Regions from separate parts of the Zea mays genome. Here region 2 is linked to region 1. Evidence: chromatin contacts called from public Hi-C data. All regions are on one chromosome and are shown on one strand. Each heading gives the region's core, a stretch centred on a gene start, on an enhancer-like site or on the middle of the called end of the contact. The rest is flanking DNA. Distances are from core to core; before and after follow the strand shown.

Region 1 (7,156 bases), core at 3,293-5,792:
TCCCTGCAGTGTGCATTCGGAAAGCCTAACAGTAGACGGGAACATCGACATGGATAGTTGGTTCGCCGGATGATCGACGTTTTGACTGTAATCTTAGTTTATGTTTGTTGCTGATGCTTTAGCCTTTTGTTAGTCTGCATATTAGTGAGTGAATTTTGTTATGTTCTGCTGCTGAATGGAAATTCTGAGTTGAATTGTAGGCCTTGTTTTGGTACTGACTCGAACTCGGAGTTCTCTGTTTTGAATGGTCGGGGTACCCCTAACCGAAATTCCCAAATCAAACGGAAAGGAGTTCGGGTTAGGTAACGCTAACCCTAGTTTCGAAATTGGAAGAAAGAAGAACGGAAAGGGATTCGGTACAGAAACACAAACCCCAATCCCCAAATTAGAAGAAATGGCAAGAACAGAGAGGCTTCGGGATAGAAATCCTAACCCTTAGTTTCAAATTGAACAACACTGAGGGCTTTAGGTAGAACCCTAAATTCCAACTCATCAAGAATCGGGGAGAGGGCTCGAGATAATAGATCCCAAGTCCTAATCACAGATCACAGAACCTCGAGAAGATTAGGGTTGAAACCCTGATCAAAACCCTCTCAACAAACCGTGAATCGGTCAAATTAGCACTGGCTGAGCCACACAGTAGATAGAAAATTCAGATCAAAGAACACAGAAACACTAATTCGTACACAGAAGGGGATTCCCCAAATTGGCCATAGATCCGTCAGAATGAAGTGCAAAATCATTGTCTGAATCGCACAGCAGATCAAATTCGCATCGTATGAACGCAACATAGGGCCAAAGTTGAGAAACCCTAGTCCTAACTCAGTCCCAGACTCCCATATCGCAAGGGATCTGAGCGAGGGGGTTGAGGGGAACTTTATTTAGGTCCAAGCCATAGGCGACGACGGTCGTTCGCCTTCACTTACCTCAAGTTCATTGACACATTCGCTGAAACTGCATATTCACCAAAGCTGCACAATCATGAAACTGCACATTCACTAAATCCTAAACCCAACGTTCACCCAAGGAGTGGTTACTGAAACTGTACATTCACTATAGGGTGGTGGGGGCAGCAACGGCACACATAGGCGGGCGGGGACGACACAACAATGGTGGTTAGGGATGGCAATTGTGGGGGATAGATATCCCCTGAATCACCACAGTTTGGTTATGTTCTGTGGGCTGCCTGAAAGGTCCCCAGTTGGCCGGGCGCACAGCCTTCAGGAGTTTTTAGTCGGGCGCAACGGAAAGCGGACGAGGAAGACAGAAGCGTGGGCGTGAAGACTTTTGGACCGCGTTTCGCGCATGCAGAGAATGTGTGAATCTCCTGACGACTCGCTGACCTCAAGGAAAGTCAGCATGACTCCAGCAAAGGCGGGCAGACTGAGAATGTGTATCGCGTGGTGTGTGTAACTCATCTTCTGTCAGGAATAAGACGGAGGAGGGGCCCCTACGAAAACAGGAGACGCCATTCAGCAGCATGGCCATCTTCTACCTCAAGAACTCCCTGTAATCGCGACCACCGAGTAATACACATCCATCAACTCACAAGATGTAGGGTATTACGCCAAGCGACCCGAACCTGTATAATCCTTCGTGTTTCCTTGTGCACTGCACAGACCATCAAGTTGTGATCGATCTCGTCATTCTCCCAAAAGCACTAAATGGTATACCCCGTAGTGTGTCGTCAGTACCAAACACCGACATCAATAGGTCGTTGTCGGGTCGGGTGGAGCAAAAATCTGCCCACGATTGCACATGTAAAATCTACCTAAACCTGCTCGTGGTCACACCCTTGGGTGCAACTCCAAACCTGCACTCGAAAACCTGATGGGTTCGGGTCACTCGTGGGTTTTTTTACTCTTTGTACACTTTTAAATAATAATTTAGCTATAAACAATTAAATTTCAACAATAATTGAGCTATGAATTTTAAGTCTTCTCATGGTTGAGCGGCAAAAAAAAATATTTCATGAATGAATAGCTGAGTTACTAATGGTGGTTAGGGCCGGTGCAGCAACGACAGGCTTGGGTGGCGCAGCATAAGCGAGCGGGAGCGGCACCGGGCGGCCCTACCTCACGTCGACGGGTATCAGCACACAGGTCTTGTAGTGATTGAAGATAGAAGATGATGACCGTTCGAGTGTGGCAAGGGTCTCTTTGCAAGAAAATAGAGAGATACTAGATAGAGATGGTGGGGGGACTGCATTGGATGAAAAATGAAGCCACCAGATAATGCTCTATTTGATGAGATGGATGGGATTCAGGGCGCCAAAATTTGCATTCAATGCTCAGGGACCAGGGGCCGTTTGGTTGCAGTTTGGGTGCATGCATCATCAATTATAAGATTCAAAAGCCATTAAGATGGTTTGCAACGGTTTTCTCTAAATTTCACCATATATTCTACCCCTATTTTTATCTCTCTCACACCCCTATTTTTTATGTCATCCAGATTCCACCCCTATTTTTATCTCTCTCACACCATAATTTTTTCTTATATACCCTACTACAACCATAAAATATCGTTTTCTATACTTATTCATAATCCATTATCAATTTTCTCTCAACTAATAAATACTGGCGATGGCAACGGCAGTGCTGTCCGAACGATGTTTATAAAAAGTAGGAGAGAACAAACGGGGTTTTCCCTTTTTTTTATAAGGATGTGACTCTCTATTATCAAGTCTCTATGAATGATGAAATTAGATACCTAAATATTATAGAATAAAATTTTAAAATATATATTGTATTATATTTAATACTATAGATTATGTCAATTTTGAAAACGACATCACCTAACTCGTAACCGAAACTGTCATTAGATGGGTGTTGACTGTTGAGCGATCAACCGCCGCTTTGGCGTCCCAGCGGAGGAGTCCCCCCATGCATGAGTTGGTGTACTCTCGGGTCTCCGGCTTCCCCACAAAATCCCGCCTTCAACTCAGTTAGAGGTGGCTATAGTTGCCACCAAACTCCTTGTCCCAGGCCCCAGCCCGGCAGCCCCCAACGAAACTCCAGAACTCTAGATCACGCGCTTGCGTCCCATGATCAGATGAAACTAGCAGTGTCCTCACATGGTTCGGCCGCAATATTAAGGGCTAATTTGAGAACCTTAAATACTTTTCGGGATTGGAGGTGATTGGTATAGAAATGAACTAATTTTCTATTCAATCTTGAAGAAAATTTGAGTATCTAAACTAGCTCTAAGACTTGTTGGTGACGGAGAATTGAAGGGGATTCATAGGAGAGAAATTTCATTTCTATTCAATTCCCTGGTCACCAAATCAGTTATAAGACTTAATTAAGAGAGACAGGCAAAGGTACAATCGGTTTTCTCTGTGTTGAAAGTAGTCTCACTGAAACGGCTGGACATAGAAATTACTACTACCCCTTCAACTGTAATTGATCATCTAAAAAGACGCTACAACGAGCTAATTAATGGGACGACGAAGACAGCGACTGTAATTGATCGTACGTTAAAGGAGAACCTTACTGAAAAGAAGAAGAAAAGCAGAAATTTTTTACCATCCTTTACATCCGCATCACTGCAGCACTAACATGCACACCAGCAGCATGCAGGCAGTGCAGCTAGCTTAGAGAGAGCGAGGGAGACAGGCAGCCATCCCATGATACATGGCGCAAGGCAGGCCTTTGTCTCTCTGTTTCCTTCGCAGGCGGCGGCCTCTGTTTGTATACGGAGTACGGACGACACAGCAGCACAGACAGGCAAGAGGCCGGCTAGACCTAGACCTCGACGTGGCAGTAGGTGGTGGTCTGGAACCTGAACCCGGCGGCCCCGGGCGCGCCGTTGCCACCGGCGGTGACGAGGAAGGCCGGGCAGGTGACGAAGAGGTGGTAGTGGTTCGAGACCCAGCTGCCGACCTTCCAGCGGACGCGGCCGTCGACCTTGACCTGGAGGACGAGGTACCCCGCCTGGCAGTCCTGGCGGAGCGCGTCGGCGAGGTAGGGCGCGAGGGGCACGTTGGGACCGGCCAGCACCGGCGACCAGACGCCGACGTCGCCGTGGCCCTGGTACGCGGGCGGCAGCGACGCCGCCACCGTGAGCTGCTGGTACTTGTACGACGCGTACACGTCGAGGCGGTCGTAGTAGACCCCGACGCGCTCGTTCGGGTTGCGCGACGCTAGCGTCACCTGGATCGCGGTGGAGAGCAGGGTGCTGGTGCTGGTGGTGGCGTTGGAGAGGTCCAGCTGCCGGAGCGACGCGTCCTGCAGGTAGAAGCGCGGGTGCGTGGGGCGGAGCACCAGGTAGACGATCAGCGCGACGACGCCCACGGTCAGCGCGAGGACCACGATGGTGGCTAGCAGGCGCCTGCACGAGCGCCGGAGGTCGTCGTCGCCGTGTTTGCCGCAGTCCTTGCCCATGGCTAGCTGATGGGTGGAGGGAGTGGGGAGTGAGTTGTGCTTCTGCCTCTCCTGTGGATTCGGATCCGACTCTGTGCTGTGTTCTTGGGGTGGAAATAGTGCAATGGAGTTCCTGGGAAGGAGGAAGGGAAGACAGAGGGAGAGAGCAGAGCAGATGGTGTTTTGTGGCGAGGGAAGACGAGGATGACAGAGAAAGTTGGTCAATTAACAGAGAGCGAAAGAGAGCGTGTGTGCCCCATAGCAGTGAGGATGCACTTGCAGACACGTCATAATATATTTGCGATTGTATGTACAGCAGTGGCCACAGAGAGAGCAGTTGTACGTATAGGTGTACATTCGGGCCACCCGGTCTAAACCCGAAAAGATCCGTATTGTTCGAATTTCGGGTCGACCCGGCCCGTTTGAATTTCGGGTCGTGCCGGGCCGGTCCATGGGTCTAGCCCTCGGCCCACGGTCCGGCCCGAAATTGCTTAAACGTGTCGGGCTCATTTCGGGCGGCCCGAAATTATAAAAGCCTGAAATACATTTTTTGCCCCGAAATTCATATTAGGGCCAGAAATTCAATTTTTGGCCCGAAATTCAGTTTTTGGCCCAAAATTCACATCAGAGCCTTAAATTCAAAAATAATAAAACAAATAAAAGATAAGACAAATAAATTTGAACAAAAGCAAACTTAATATTTGTATTAAAGTTACCACAGCTATGCAATGAATACCTCGTTTACAAATTATTTTGTTAGAAGAAAAAAGAGTATAATCAGCTCTATACAAAGTTCATAAGTTCAGTTTATTGTCTAATATTCATAACAAAAGTAAAATTACATCACATACTCTAATTTGAAAGCTACAAAAAACATCTAACTAGCATTATCTCTAGCTTTGTATTCTTTATCAAGTATATGAAAGTGTGGAATGAAGTATGGTTTTAATAAATATATGAGCCTTTTCGTGCCTCTATATGGGCCATTTCGTGCCTGCCTTAAACGAGTCGTGCTCTTGCCCGCCCATGGGCCGTGACCTCGGCCCAAACCCGGCCCGACACTAAAAATATTTTGGATCGTATCGTGACTGAGCCGTGCTTTTTTTCGTGCTTCGGACAGGCACATCAGGACCGGCCCAAATATACACCTATAGTTGTATGTATGTATGGGTGACCAGTCATCACAGGCACAGCACAGCAGTGCCTGCAAACCACGCTCGGGGGACCTGCATGTGAGCCAGCCAGGGCAGGGCAGACTCTCTCTGTCTTGTGGGCGGGCGGAACACAAGAAGCTTCTTCCCTTCCCGGCCATGAATAGTACGTCCGTCCGCGTGCGTGCGCACCCGCGCCATCACCGCGCGCCCAGTCCACCGGCGACGACTCGGCGAACAGACGAGGGCGACTCGGCCACCAAGCACGCACGCAGGCAGGCAGGCTGTCACATCCGAAGCCGATTGCTCACCGGCCGTATCGGATTACCCACTTGCAGTACTCCTACTCAGCTAGCTTTCTCTTCTCTTTAAAAAACAATCAATCTTTTTTGACGCCACTAGCTAGCCTACGTACTGTACTCCGAAAAAGCGGCTTTCGCTGATGGGTGGGCGAAAGCGGCGGAATCATGCTCGTATTGTAGCAGCGGCTAGTGCAGCTCGCTCTCCCTCTTCTTTGCCTGGACTGGAACAGAATCCGATTCGGCGCCCGGCCCCTCCTCTTGCCTCAGCTTTCAGTTTCACCTCCCCCTACCAGGCTACCAGTGGCCGATACAGCTTTAGTGCGAAACAGTCGCTGGCTGAGCGGCTTTTAGGCATGTACAACAGTGACACCGTGACACGGTACTTTAAGCGTAAGACACAGTGTGATAGAATAGGCTGTATCTAAACTCCGTGTCTTAGTAAATGTGTTATATTCTCTCATTAATTAACAATGCTTGATCTAGTGTGCACATGAACTCTATGGCTAGTGTGGAGGACCAGGGCGCTACGTCTGCTGCTGCGGGGAGATTAAATGGGTGCCGCATGGGATCTTCAAGACACAAGCTTCATCATACAACACAGCCACGCCTTCGTTTCTTCAGCATCGAGCTGCACGCCGGCAGCGTGTCTTCGCCAAGAAACGTCTCTACGATTTTTTTTTCATGTAGCTCCCTGCATGTGCTTAAGACACCGTGTATTTAACACTGTTGTACATGCTCTTAGGGCATGTACAATGGGTGTCTTAAGTTGTGTCTTATAGTGTGTCTAGGGGGACGAATGTAAAAAAACTCAAGACATGTATCTTAACGAAGACACAGTGTCTTAGCTCTATGTTCGAGACAGAAGACTAGCTGATTGGTCACTTTAATTTATTGAATGCTCTGATTGGTACAATAAATATGATAAGACACATGTTTTAGACATGACCACTGTATTATGTTGTGTTTTAGTTGTGTCTTATACTTGAAGTACCGTGCAGCAGTGTCTAGGTTGTACATGCCCTTATGATAATAAAAGCAGTATAGATAGCAGAGATCAGGACCCGGCCGGCCTCTCTACTCCCAAAGCGTTTCTTTCTTTGACCACTTTCTTTTAACAGGCGCACCCTTTGCAGCGTAGGAAAGCAAGGACGACCGAGTATTGAAAAAGCAGGGAGAGAGAGAGAGAGGGAGAGAGATGGCTGCGTTTAGATTTTAGAGAGTGCACGATCGAGTGAGAGTGACTAATAGAACGACTCAGGAGCTATTATATGTCCCTAAGCATCAATCGATCGATACAATAAGGACTATGGGCGTGTTTGGTTGAGAATATGTAGAGAGAATC
Region 2 (7,156 bases), core at 3,132-5,631, 200 kb after region 1:
CTCCTTCTCCCCCTCCTCCTCCTCCTCAGCCAACCGCCCACCATCTTTGTCCAACAACCTGCAATTAAGAGTAAACAAATAAGCACATATAAAAAGATGTATTTAGAAACAGGTGCGAAATAAAAAACTATAGCATTACATCGATTAAAATTAATCTTCATATGTGTCGGGGTTAGCCGGATCATAACTCTCATCATCACTATCAACCATTTCATAGTCAACACCATCTGAAGGCGCAAGTTCGTCATTAATGTCATTGCCTTCAAGGATTACTAAGTCATTCTTATTTTGCACCTCATCATCCTTCTCATCAACAACCATTTCAATATCTACTTCCATTCTGATAGCTTCGATTAAGTCTATCTCAAATCGCCCTTCTAGCCCATCTTCTTGGAAGAACTCTCCATCATATGTGTCCGGGTCTAAGTTATAATCTTCATCATTAGGAACAGGTAATCTATCGTGCGGCGGTACCATATACACAACATCCCAACCTTTAAGATGTTCTTTCGTTTGGCATGCATATGGGAGATAATACACTTGTGTGGCCTGTTGGGCCACGATATAGACATCGTTTCCTGGTAAGGTGGGATCTTATCGAATTTCGATTATCCCAAGATGAGAATGTGTCCATCTCGTCACTTAAGGGTCAAACCATTGACATTTGAATATCACTAGAGTAAGAGGTTTGGAACCATGAAAATTGAGTTCATATATTTCTTCGATTCGTCCAAAACAATCGACATCGCTAAGGCCGGACGTAAAGACTCCAGAACATGTTTTTCGATTGGGCCAACTTTGGTCGTAGTTTGTTCTGCGAAAACGGTACCCATTGACGTCATACCCAGAATATTTCTTGACCCTATAAGCAAAGTCGTTGGCTACTTGTCTCAACTCGGCACTCATAGACGGATCTCTTTGGCCCTGCAAGTATTCGCAAGTTAAAAGACGCTAAATTGAGTTCATAGACAGATCTCTTTGACAAACTAAGCACGTACCTTACGTTTGAACCAGGAAATGAAATCGGGCAATCCATTTCTCGCACCCTTTGTAAGAAGAGTATCATATTCCAGTGGAGTTGGGTCCCTTGATCGACGCCAGAAATCATGAAAAAATTGTTCCATGTATGGCGTCACCTCTTTAAGGTTGGTCAATACATATAGCATGATATGTCGCCACTCTTCATGTGTCAGGGTCTTGGTGGTTGAACCACTTGCGCTTCTGAGTTGGCCTCGAAATATGCTGAGGTTTGATTCATTGCTGCCATCATTGTAACGAGGGGGTGGATTATGCACGCTCGACAGTTTGTCACCAGAGTAAGTTGTTGTGAAGTTTGACACCTCCTCTAGAATGTATGCCTCTGCAATGGAAGGCTCGATGTTGCATTTATTTCTACATTTCTTTCAAATAGTCTTTAGACATCTCTCGATTGGATAGCACCAACGTCCCTGCACGGGCCCTCCATTCGTGCCTCATAGGGGAGATGAAGAATCAAATGCTGCATTGGATTGAAGAAGCTGGGTGGAAATATCTTTTTAAGCTTACACATTAACACGGGTGCCAATCTTTCCAAGTCTGCAACCACAGTCCGAGATATCTTCGGACAAGCATGTATCTGCTCATACGTCATCTTGAGTGCACGAAGGAGTTTTTGTGCCTCATACATGCTCTTTGGTAGAATGTGATCCTCCGGAAGCAGGTTGCCAATAACCGTCAACAAGCCATCGAATGCGTCTCGACTCATGCTGTACTGCGACTTGAACGCCATTACACACCCAATGACATCCAGTTGTGAAACCTTTGTCTGGCCGTGAAGGGGCTTCTGTGCCGCATCAAACATGTCGTAGAACGCCTTTGCAGTCGGCTCTGGCTCGTCATCCGTACATCCTCCGGCGTACTGTGCCTTGTGATAGTCGTTCAACATATCTGCTACCCCCGCATCAGCATCATAATGCTCGACGCGTTGTCTCAGCACCTCCTGTCTCGTATGATGCGCTTCACCATTAAAGATCCACCGAGTATAGCCCATCGTAAATCCATTCTTCCAAATATGTTCTACCATGGACTTCTTTGATTTTCTTTTCCGGTTGACACATTTGCTGCACGGGCATGGGACTAGACTCACTCCTTTAGCAGCTTCGTCATATGCCCGTTCCACGAAATCATCGGTCTTTCTAATCTATTAAGGGGTGATATCGTTCCTTCCTACATGGCCCGTGTACATCCACTCGCGGTCCTCCATCCTCTAAAAAATTAAAAGAAGCCTATCAACAAAAAAAATCAACAGCACCTCCCCTGCACGGGAAGGTGTCCAAAACCTGTAAATAAAAGTAGCAGCACGATGGCTGACATCCACGCATATATGCGAATTGAACAATGACATATGCAATGCATTATGCATCATATATACAAGTAGTCGATTTAGTATCATAAATATTATACACATATACAGGCATATATATGTAATGCATAGTACACATATAGATCAAACCAAATCTAAAAAAAACAAAATGCATATGCAAACGTTTATACTCATAGACTAATACTCATAACAAACAACATAATACATTTGTACAAATTCTCACAAAAATTGATATTTACCGTGGAGATCGTCAAGTAGGGGATCGTGGACGGTAGGGTTGGTGGTATCGAGATACGTAGAGTGCGCGGGCGCGGGATTGGCGCTGCCGGGGCCAGGGAGCGCACGGTGGTGGCGGCGTGGGTCGTCATTGGCAGAGGACGGTGGGCCGGGTGGCTGCGACGGCGCGCGGCGGTGGACGACGAGTGTGTGGAAGAGAGAAATGAGGAAGAGAAAGGTCGGTCGGATTTACATTATAACATCTTTGCCGAGTGCCCGCGATTTGGCACTCGGCAAAGATTTTTTTAATTTAAAAACAGTCTTTGCCGAGTGTCGACGATCTGGCACTCGGCAAAGACATCTTTATCGAGTGCCTGCTGACAAGCATTCGACAAAGTGCTTTTTTATAATTTTAAAAAACACTTTGCCGAGTGTCTCCATAAGACACTCGGCAAAACAAACTTTACCGAGTATTACCTGGGCGGACACTCGGCACAGTGCGCTTTGCCGAGTGTCAACTTTGGACACTCCGCAAAGTATATTTTTCTTTTTTTCTTTTTCCAGCCAAACTTTTTGTGGTTTGTGCCTACACTATGTAGATCTACATGTACCATTTTGGCACAATTATAAAAGTGTTTTCTATAACTATTAAATTTAGTTCGTTTAATTGAATTTCTTCGGAAAATTCACATTTGAACTGACGGTACATGTAGGTCTACATAGTGTAGAAACATACCATAAAAAGTTTGGTTGAGAAAATAAAAAAAAATGTACTTTGCCGAGTGTCTAGGAATGACACTCGGCAAAGCGTACTGTGCCGAGTGTCAGATGAAAAACACTCGGCAAAGAAGCTTATTTGCTGAGTACCAAAGCTTGGCGCTCGGCAAAGATAACGACCGTCAGCTATGGACGGCTGCTGATGACCCTTTGCCGAGCGCCGTCATTCGCCGAGTGTTCTGCACCCGGCAAAGATTTCTTTGCCGAATGTATTTCTGTGCCGAGAGTCCTGCTCTCGGTAAACGCGGTCGTTACCGAGAACAGGACTTTGCTGAGTGTCCGATAGAAAGCACTCGACAAAGCGCCGAGCACTCGACAAAAAGCCGAATTCCGGTAGTGATAGTCATCTTGGGACAATTGTGGTTGAATGTTTTTTATATTGAAGAAAGAACCGGAACATGTTTATAAAGCTGGGATATTTCTATTGCATGTTAGGATATTCATGTTTCATTAAACTGAAATAACTCGGTCGGTAAGAGAAAGACTGCACCATATTATTATATTAATAAGAAGCTCAATCGAAACACTGACTTAGAAAGATCAAAAAGAATTTAGGATCAGAGACATCCAACCCCAACTCAGGCAGAGGTCTTTTCCATGTTTTATCAAGACCAACTCCAATAGCCTCCGTATGTGGCCGTATATCCCCATTTTATCAAGACCAACTCCAATAGAATTCGTATAAGGCCGTGTAAAATGTGTGTTGCACGTTTAGACTCCCCCATCCATTTGATGTCTCACTCCTTCATGAAAAAAAAATAGAGATATAGAGTAGGATGTGAAGTCTGCTCGAAAAGGAGACGGATGTACGGTCTCATTGTATAGTGTTGTTAGTCGTGCTAAATTAAATACGGATACAGCGAGGAAGTCTGCTGGAGTGGTCGACGAATTTGGCCGAACGATACGTTCTATTCAGAAAAAAAAGTATTCAAACTCCAAATATCTACGCGCGCGCGTGACGACTCGCAGGCTAGGTGGTGGCAGCTTTCGCATTATAAATACGGCAGCCGGCACCATCAGCAGTCCACCAACTGAGGCATCCATCATCAGCCATCCAGCACTCGCTCGCTCACTACGAACTCCATCCAACTCGTACACAGCCCCCCTCTCTCTCTCTCTCGTCCTTCGACAGCTAGCGCAGCAGCAGCACTAGTTTTCAGCAGTTCATCAACCGGCCCGGCACGGCGGCAGAGATGAGGCGGCGCAGCTGCAGCATGCCCTTGCCGCTCGCGGCTGCTGCCCTGCTCCTCCTCCTCGTCTGTTTCTTCCACTACTCAGCAGCGGCTCGCCTCCTGCCGCCTTCTCCTGTCCCAGCTCAGTTGGTTCACCGAGGTACATATATACGTCTTCACTACTCGGCTCTAACCTCTTTGCTGATCGATCGTCCTTCGTACCAGCGTTGCGTACACCTTAGCTGCTCGTCCTAACGTCTCTGAACTGGCCATGTCGTCTGCAGAAACTGGCGTCACGGCTGCCGCTGCCGCTGCATACGGCGGCCTGGCGCTGCAGGAAGGTGGCGTGGGCAACGGCGACGAGCTGTCCATCTCCGGAGATGAGGTGTGAGAAGGGGGGAAAAACTACTGAATTCGCACATAGCATCTAGCCTGAGCCCTGTGCCTTTGCCCCGTGGACTATGTATACAAATCAAAGCTCATTTCTTCCATTCCATGCATGCTATATATCTGCTATTCTGCAGATGATGGCGGCGGAGGTGGAGGAGGGTGCAGTGGCGTGCGAGGCGGACGACGACGAGGACGACGGTTGCATGCAGAGACGGCTGCTCCAGAACGCGCACCTCGACTACATCTACACACAGCACAAGGGCAAGCCATGAGGAGGAGGTAGCTGCAGCTCGCTCCGGCCAAGACGTACGAGCCCTCGTCATCTTGGTTGGCGTTGGGAGCTGGGAGCCTGGGACTGCTTGGTTGGGACTAGTGGGACAAAACACATGCTGCAGATTAAGTTGACAAACGGGAATCTCTCTCATCTACTACTAGTTAGTAAGTAGTACCTTGTGCATGCTAGCTTGTAATTTCTGTCACTGCTTAGTACGTATCGTCCGAGATCCATCATCATCCATGACTCTAGTCGTGTATGCGTTTGTCAGTCACCTCGTCTGTACATTTTATCTAGTATGTCTGGTACATGTATGTTTCTTCCAAGTTTTTGGCTTGATATCCTCTCTCTCTCTCTCTCTCTCTCTCTGTCTAATGCCATAAGAGAGTGCTTCGTATACCTAATGCATGCAGGTTTGCCTTGCTCTAACACTGCAGCTTGGTTTAACTAAAACACAGTAGTTGCAATTGGTGTTGTACAGCTGAACGAATCTAGTAGTGTCTGTCTCGCTGTCAGATTTGGGGTTTGTGACCGGCCGGACCACTGTCTGATCCTCTGACGACTTCTTTCCCGTCCTGTAAACGCTTCCTCCCTCTCTGCCTCCTGTCCCCTAACCTAATCTCCTCATCAAGGCAACAACACACGTATCTTTTTTTTTATCTGGTCCAGGAAAACAAATGTGTTTGGCCGATCCATGAACAGGTAGCTAGCTACAGCTACAGTAGTAAATCATGGGCTTCCCACCTGCTCTGCTCCGATCCGATCCCCGAGATTCCACATGATGGTCGGAGGAGCGCGCTGGCCGGCTGGTGGCGGCTCATAGAAAGTCAAACGCCATGGATGGCACCGTGCGGCTACAGCTCATCATGTTCTTATGCCTCAGGCTGGCTCTCGGCTGCTGCTCCGGCAAAGGGAGACACATGCGTGCGTGCGTGCGTGCAAAGATACTCTCCCATATCCACCTTAGATCGGTCTCCAGTCCCCACACATGAGCCATGGGCCATGGCAATGGTTTCACAGTTTCACACACTGGCACTAGCGGCTAGTGGCATCTGTATTGCATCATGTATGCATACTTCTTTAGTTGAACAGATGGTGTGCCATGCCCCCCCTCCCCCCACCCATACACAATTTTTAAAACCTCTTATACCTAATGTTAAGCATATAAAAAATTAAAGTTTTAGGTTAGCTAAAACAGTCCGGTTCTAGAACTTCTCTTTGGATCGGCCCAGTCCTCCAGACACTACTGGAACAAACTGCTTTGCCGAGTGTTCCAGGCGTCCAGAAAACACTCGGCAAACTCTTTCCCAAGTGTGACTCTCGACAAAGAGAACTCGGTGAACTGTATATCGACAACAAATTCTTTGTCGAGTACTTTTTCTCGGGCACTCGACAAAGTTTTTACCGAGTGCCACCTAGTGCTCGGCAAAGAAAAGTCGTCGTGACGGCGTACTCAAGGACACTTAACAAAGGGAGCTCCTTTGTCGAGTGCCTACCTGCCTGGCGCTCGACAAAGGGAGCGCCAGTGGGCTCCTTTGCCAGTCCCTTTGCCGAGGGCGTTGGTCGGCACTCGGCAAAGCGACTTTTTGCCGAGTGTCAGGACTATGACGCTCAACAAAGAAGCATTAATGGTTCCTAGATATGCCTTGTTTGTCGAGTGCTATGGTCATTGCACTCGGCAAAGACTCTCTTTGTCGAGAGTAACACTCGGCAAAGTGACCAGAAACCTTCTTTTTATTTATTTTTATTATTCCATCCAAACAAACAAAACATATATCAAATATACATCACAAAGTTCACAGAATCATGACATACTTCATAGAGGCCATATATCTCACAAAAACCACAAATCTCACAAGTTTTTCACAAACATGTCTAAGTTCAGACCAAGTTTCATCAATATAAATATTACCAACTCACAAACATAAGTTTTTCACAAACATAAGTTCACACCAAGTTTCTCAC

What was found. Hi-C and Micro-C count contacts between places; a contact is called where the count stands out from the background.
Region 2: a Hi-C map of bundle sheath shows a contact between it and region 1, with 8 times the contacts expected there. The contact joins the promoter of LOC100282380 here to the promoter of LOC100193113 in region 1. A contact is called at or near these places in 4 of 25 Hi-C or Micro-C datasets (bundle sheath, ear, leaf and 1 more) and 1 of 3 datasets of contacts at active chromatin or transcription factors (leaf).

The regions. Positions count from the first base shown.
Region 1 is chr3:144,779,395-144,786,550 of Zm-B73-REFERENCE-NAM-5.0, forward strand. LOC100193113 reads right to left here and starts at 4,543. Exons shown (of 1, transcript NM_001138275.1): 1 at 3,461-4,543. The coding sequence starts at 4,382. The coding sequence ends at 3,744. LOC103650673 (transcription factor LHW) reads left to right here. Exons shown (of 10, transcript XM_008676231.2): 10 at 1-214.
Region 2 is chr3:144,983,736-144,990,891 of Zm-B73-REFERENCE-NAM-5.0, forward strand. It overlaps LOC100282380 (phytosulfokines 2), which reads left to right and starts at 4,382. Exons shown (of 3, transcript NM_001155291.2): 1 at 4,382-4,687; 2 at 4,812-4,912; 3 at 5,052-5,517. The coding sequence starts at 4,549. The coding sequence ends at 5,189.